2 separate regions of the Gossypium hirsutum genome follow, and region 1 is linked to region 2. The links are chromatin contacts, called in public Hi-C maps. All regions are on one chromosome and are shown on one strand. Each heading gives the region's core, a stretch centred on a gene start, on an enhancer-like site or on the middle of the called end of the contact. The rest is flanking DNA. Distances are from core to core; before and after follow the strand shown. Region 1 has its middle 15 kb from the start of LOC107903499. Region 2 holds the start of LOC107902211 (multiple organellar RNA editing factor 9, chloroplastic).

What was found. A called contact is a pair of places that touch in the nucleus more often than the background predicts.
Region 1: a Hi-C map of leaf shows a contact between it and region 2, with 5 times the contacts expected there. The contact joins the enhancer-like site here to the promoter of LOC107902211 in region 2. A contact is called at or near these places in 12 of 34 Hi-C or Micro-C datasets (callus, hypocotyl, leaf and 1 more).

What each region holds. Positions count from the first base shown.
Region 1 is chrD05:62,360,222-62,363,675 of Gossypium_hirsutum_v2.1, forward strand. No RefSeq gene overlaps it. Among protein-coding and RNA genes, the nearest start is that of LOC107903499, 15 kb to the left of the region's middle. Within about 2 kb of position 2,075, at least 7 of the 9 cell types and tissues checked have an H3K27ac peak or open chromatin away from gene starts, as enhancers often do. A contact at or near this core is called in leaf, where this site is marked.
Region 2 is chrD05:62,041,030-62,044,390 of Gossypium_hirsutum_v2.1, forward strand. LOC107902211 (multiple organellar RNA editing factor 9, chloroplastic) reads left to right here and starts at 1,469. Exons shown (of 5, transcript XM_016828428.2): 1 at 1,469-1,494; 2 at 1,609-1,881; 3 at 3,070-3,161. The coding sequence starts at 1,469.

The DNA of each region.
Region 1 (3,454 bases), core at 825-3,324, 320 kb after region 2:
TATATTACGATAGATTTATTTTTTATGTGTTATAAATTACATAGAATATAAAAAATAACATAATACAATATATTAAAACTTAGAAAATTGGTCGGGTTAGGCTCGAGTCTTAAATGTTTGAGCTTGATCCTAGCCCATATTTTAAATAGGCCAATTTTTTACCTTGTCTATTTTTTAGCTTAATATTTTTCCTAAATCCTTCCAAATTTGGGGTGGGCATTCGAGTTTAGATAAGTAACCTAACCCATAATCATGTCTAAAATTAATGACAATTAACTATTTGCTGTTAAATATTAATGTGAATTTTTTTCCCTTCAAAACACCTATTCTAAGCCATCACATAAACATGAGTTTTTTTAATTGAAAAAAATCACATAAACATTTAAAAAATTAAATATAAAATTAAATCTTAAAATTGAGTATAAGAGAGGGACACAAAACATAATTTGACCTTTTTTATAAAATTATCAGCCGTTCAACTTGTGTCAATATAAGTGCGTCATGCATGTATTACTTAAAAGTCTAAAGCAGAATAAGTGCATGGTGGAAAGGGATGGCCAATGACGATTAAAAAAAATCACATCCAAAGTTGATTTTTTGGTTTAATCATTAAATTATACTTTTAGACAATTTATTTATTTTATTAATAAGTTATTAAGGCCAGGTGAAAGAAGTAAATGTCTTTAAAGCACATTTCGCTCAGCTAGTGATATCTTTCCTTATAAGCGAGTTTTCATTTTTATCTTGGATGAATTTGCTATCTTTGAGGAGCTCTTGTAGGTCTTGGGATGCCAGTTTGAGTTGCCATACTGCTCTTGTTTTATTAAGGATGATGTTGATGAATTTACGATCTTTTAACAGGAACTTACAGAAGGTAATATTGTGAGATTTTAGAAGAATAATAACGAATGTCATAGAGTGAGGATCATTGCTTTAAGCTTGGAAGGTGCGATGTGGCTTTTGACTGCAGACAATTTGATCGCCATTGTCATTGTTCTATGATGGTTCACTCCGATTGCTGCAGACGTCAAGATGAAGCGTCCATGAAGTGTGTGTACCACCTTCTTCAATAGATGGAAGAACTTGCCTAAGACTGTTGATATTCAAAGGAGTGATATTGAAAGAGTCCATAATTGAGAGTTGCCTTCTAATGGACTATGAGTGATACTCTTAAAGGTGAGTTCATTCCTTGCTTTCCATATTGACCACGACGTGCAGATGCAGGCCGTATAAAAGTATCTCGAGGCTAAAGAATTGATTTCATTATTTTGCAGCTATGAAGCATGAACACGGACAGGTAATATTGGTACAACACGATATGAATATGGCGACACAATAATTTTAAAAATTGAGGACACAAATACAACAATAAAAAAAATATTAAAAATATTTATACATATATTTTATGTTAAAAAACCTATTTACTTTTTAACATTTATTTTATTTTTTGGAAAAAATCTAGAACTTTAAATCCAACCTAATATATTAAATCAATTTACAAATAGCCCAAGACAGATCTTGGGCTACCCACAATAAACCCAAAAGGCAACCCAACCCAATATTTTAAATTGATTACAAATAGCCGAGACAGCCTTTCATCTTTTTCAAGAAAACCCTAAAACTTTCAACCTTACTTTCAATCTTTCATTCCTTTCATGAAAAAAAAAAACAGGGAAAAAAATCTACATTCTGCTTCTTTCACTCTCAATTGAGGTTTTTTAATCCGATGCCTCTATCCATCGTCACTGTGTCGGGATCATGTTTGTTTTTAAACACCCGTGTCGTGACTGTGTTTGATTTTTTTTTTGACGTATTCAGACATGTCCTAGTATGTCGGGACCGTGTTCAAGGAGGGATGAGCCGTGTCCGTGCTTCCTAATTTTGAAACCATTTGAAAATCCAAGAATAGAATGAGGAAAGATTAAAAGTATCAACACGCAAAAGAGAGAGGGAGATCCAAACCATACTCAATTGAACAAACAGATGTTTTAAGGATTCTGCATATGCCTGGCATAGAGGACTGTTGCTATTTGCACCAACATTACAAAGGTAGTTGTTGCATATTTTTCGTAAAAAAAAGGATGATTTTGTGGGTTTTATTAAGTTTTAAGTTCAATCCAATAACAACTTTATTGGCCCAAACCCATGAAACCCAACTAAGATCCCACCCTCCATTCAAATCCTTGGAATTCTTCTTTAAGCCAGTTTTGTTAAGTGAAAAAAGCATAGCTTATCTTCATAATCCAACCTTCAACAACAATCTGGATATTTAACTTTTCTTTCCCTAACTTTTATTTCGAATTGGGCTAAAAATTAAGTAATTCAAGGGAAAATAAAGGATATTTAACTCTCTTTATTTTTCCTTACCTAAATTAAAAAAGTCCAAATAACGGAAAATGTGATAATTTCCTTTCCGTTTCCTTGTTTTTATGCAATTCAAGCAAATGGTTCATACTATAGGTAGATAGATAAAGTTGGTAAAACAGTCCCAAGCCTATAATAGATTTGAGCTCAAAGAAGCTCGTGTTCAAGGAAATTTGAGCTCGAGAAACCCGATTTTACAAGAGTTTGAGTTCAAGATCGATTTGACTCAAGTCCAAAATAAATCTGACCCAAAATCCAAATTTATAGCTAAACAACAATAATAGACATTAATAATTACTATAATTTTGTGATATTACTAAAATAAAAATAAAAATAAAAATAAATCATTATTATTTATTTTATAAAAATATGTTCATAAGCTTTACATATTTATATTAAAATGTTATTAATAACAAATGCAATTATAATAATTTTTATGTTAAATTATAAAGTGAAATATTTAAAAAAAAACATTAACTGAATATAAAATACTTTTTAATACTATAAATATATATGTATAATAAATATATAAATTTAATAATTATTAAAATCTATAAAATTTAAATTTAATGATTATATAATATATATAATGGCATAATATATTAATTTAATTATATGATAATTAGTGTTCTGCTGATCACAAATGATTAAACATGATTTATTATACTATACTAATAATATTACTAATAAATTTAATTCTAATGATTTTGGAATTTAGGTTTTACTTTAAGTATTTTTATGATTTGGGAATTTATATTTTAGTTTTAGTTTTTTAATTATTAATGTTTAATTTTTTAATATTAAATTTTTATTAATATTATTATCTGTATAATAATTTTTAATTTAAAGTGGATTTATTTTATTTAGGTTGGATTTTGAATAAAGTTTAAATTTGTTTAGGTTTAGGTTTGAGTTTGGTTGATATTGGATTTAAGTTTGGATTTAAATATATATTATATTTAATAGTTGTAAAGTTGGCTAATTTGGTTTAAAAGATTTTGAATTTCAATAACAAAATTGAACCAGCTGTTAGAAAAATTTCAGTTTGAAAATGATTTTCTTGTACAGTGGAAAATTAAAATTTTAAAAA
Region 2 (3,361 bases), core at 219-2,718:
AAATATTTTCTATTTTTATTTAAAAATAATTTTTATTTTCTATTTTTTTAAAAATTGAAAAAAAATATTTTTATGCATTTATATGAGTTTGAATTAGGACCAATTTATTTAAAGTTAAAATTCATTATTTTTTACTTTTACAAAGAATTTTTTTATTTTCACATATTTATATTTTCATTTTCCAAAAATCATATTGTAAATTTTCAACCAAACCCTTTTTGGTAGTGAAAGACAAATAATATAGAACATAGGTTTACAAATCCACAATTATAGGCTCCTTTAGCAATGCTATGGAGTTGTAATCAGCACCCTTAGGCCCATTTGTGTATGGGCCCAATTTCACAAAATTGAAATAACATATTTTTTTGGTTAAATTGCCTGACAGATCCCTATACTATAGGGATTAGATCAAATTAGTCCCTCTCAATTTAATCTTTATATTATCAAAAAGATTCAAATAAGTTTGAATTGTAACAAAGGTAACATTTACTGTATAAATAATGTCTTGAAATTTCAATCTCGTTAAATAGTAATTGATATGTTTTTAATAGTAAATGTTAACTCTATTTCAATTTGGACTTAGTTGATTTTTTTAAATAGTACAAAAAATAAATTGGTCTGTTTTATAGTAAATGGACTAATTTGGTTTGGTCCCTAAAATAGAGAGATCTCTCAAGTATATTCACCTTCTTTTTTCTTTTTTTTTTTTTTGCTTTTTATACAATATTAAGGTGGGAGACAGGGTTAACACGATTCAAACTTGTACTAAACGGGTATTTGACAAAAAAACTTTAGCCACTATTCTATACAAGTCAAGACACCTGATTTTTTTTGTTTGTTTGAAGAAGAAGTACAATATGATATAAAAACAAATAAATTATATTTAAAATAGTGAGAATAACTTAAAATTTTTATGTAAAAATAATATTTTTTTAAAATATCGTATAAGGGTTATTAATTATTTTTATCTACTTAAAAAATAATATATATTTTTTTTAGAAATATGTTTAAAAAAGACTTTGAAACTATATCAAATAATGTTAAAAAATAATAAAACAAATCTTGTTTTTTCAATATAAATTTAAAAATTTAAAACCTAAATAGGTATAAATTTAAAAATTAATGCCTAAATAAAAAATAATCTATATATAAATTTAAGTAAAATTTTAAGTTAATATTTTAGCCTGGGCTAGAGTTAATTAACATCTATACTAATGATATCAATCATAGATCCAATTTTACTTAATAATGTCTCTACTTAAAAAGAGAACATAAGGTCGAACATTACAAATAACATTATTGGAAAACACAAAGCACACAATCATATCTTAAAAACGATATTATTGAGAGGATAATTACGAATTCGTAATAATTTTTTTGTAAAAAAAAAATCAGATACATCAATTTGGGGCTTTCAGCCCAATGTCCCAAATTTATTAAGAAAACCCAAAATATAAAAAATTTCAGCATGCCATTGCCAACACCAACTTCAACGTAACCGAAAATAACCATAATAATTTCACTTCAATTCATCTATCTCTTAGACCCTTACACACATTTCCAATGGCAACTCTGTTAAACCCTCCCCCTTTCCTTTTACCCACAAAGCCCTTTCTTCCAACTCACTCCCCCTTCTACTCTGGGACTCAACTCACTGACTGCACCAACTCCTCCACCTCCTCGTACTATCAAAGCTGCAGTACTTGACAGTGACTATTCACCCAGGAGAAGCAGCAGCAATGAACCCAGGGAAACGATAATGTTACCCGGCTGTGATTATAATCATTGGCTTATTGTTATGGAGTTCCCTAAAGACCCTGCTCCTACTAGAGAACAAATGATTGACACTTACCTCAACACTCTTGCCACTGTTCTTGGCAGGTGAGATGACTTGAAGCTTTCCGGGTTTTCTTTTCTTTAGTTGAAAACTATGAAAGAATATGGAGTTTTTTTGTATGTTTCTTTTTTCTCTTTGGGATTTTTCTTGGTTTTTTATGAAATGGGTTGTTTTTTTTTGTTGCCTTGCTGGGTAATGTCAAGTTTTGATGAGATTTTTTTGTTGGTTTTGCTTGGTTTTTTTTTCTATATATAGATTATTATTTATTCCTCACATTCTAATACATTTAAAATTTTTGAAAAAATTTAATTATAATCATATTGTATACATATTCATATATGATACTTACATAATTGAGTTGCTCTTGGAATAATGAAAAATTTGAACTTGAACTCAAATAGAAACTTATTGCTAGCTGCTCGACTCAACCTTGATCGAATATGTTAAGCTTTGCTTGAAATAATATCCAACTACTCGAATTTAGATTAATGAAGCTCATTTATACAATTTATATACTCAAAAACTCGAGTCAAGCTTTCTTTTGTGATAAAGTAGTAATTTGATGTCAATGTATTAAAAACACATTTATAATAATAAAAAACTCAATTAGGCTCTTGAACTATCTAAATTGAGTATTAAGATACTCAAATCTAGCTCAATCATAAGTTAATGGGAAGAAGTCCACTTTGATTTCAATCTGTTCACATTAGTGAAGCTTGCAACTCATATGTCACTTATAGCTTTATAGTAAGCTTTCTTTTAGGTCATTTGCAGTCTTTTCCAAGGACATCCATCTTAAATGAGCCTTTCTTAGTTATCAACATGAGACCCGTGGTCGGAAATTCGGTCGAAATCAAGTTATCTGTGTCTACTATCCGGAGAATGAGTTTTCAGCTAGGGAGTTCAATGGCTAATCTTTTATATATAAATGAATAGAAGAAGAAGGAAAGGTTTTCTTAGCATTGTGTTTTTACTTCTCGATGTTTAGGTCTCTAGTATTTAGATGGTTTAGAAGGAACTTTCGTGATGTTCTTCTCGCGAGGTTCCGTATCTAATATTAAGTTGATGCTCATTGCGACGTAATGTGTTAAAACTTAGTTGAGATGAATATGGAGGTCATTATGCATGTTTTTAGTCATTGTTACTAATATGATGATCATTGTTCCGATGAGTATTGTGTATCTAGTTATTGTAATGAAGAAATGACGGACTTTATTTTCTTGTTATTACAGCATGAAAGAAGCGAAGAAGTACGCGTTTAGCACCACTACATATACTGGATTCCAATGCACGGCATCGGAAGAAACCTCGGAAAAGTTCAAAGGTCAGAAGATTTGTCATCGACCCTGTTTGTTTAAACTATGTTGTTACTTATCCATGTTGAAGAATAGAATAACCATGAAATAAACTTCTATATTTTCTTACTTTGAAGAGAGGATACAGACTTATTTAATAGAGTAAGATCATAACCGTTTCTTAACAGTTTAACTGACTGCACTTACTGCTAACTGCTAAACTTTACTG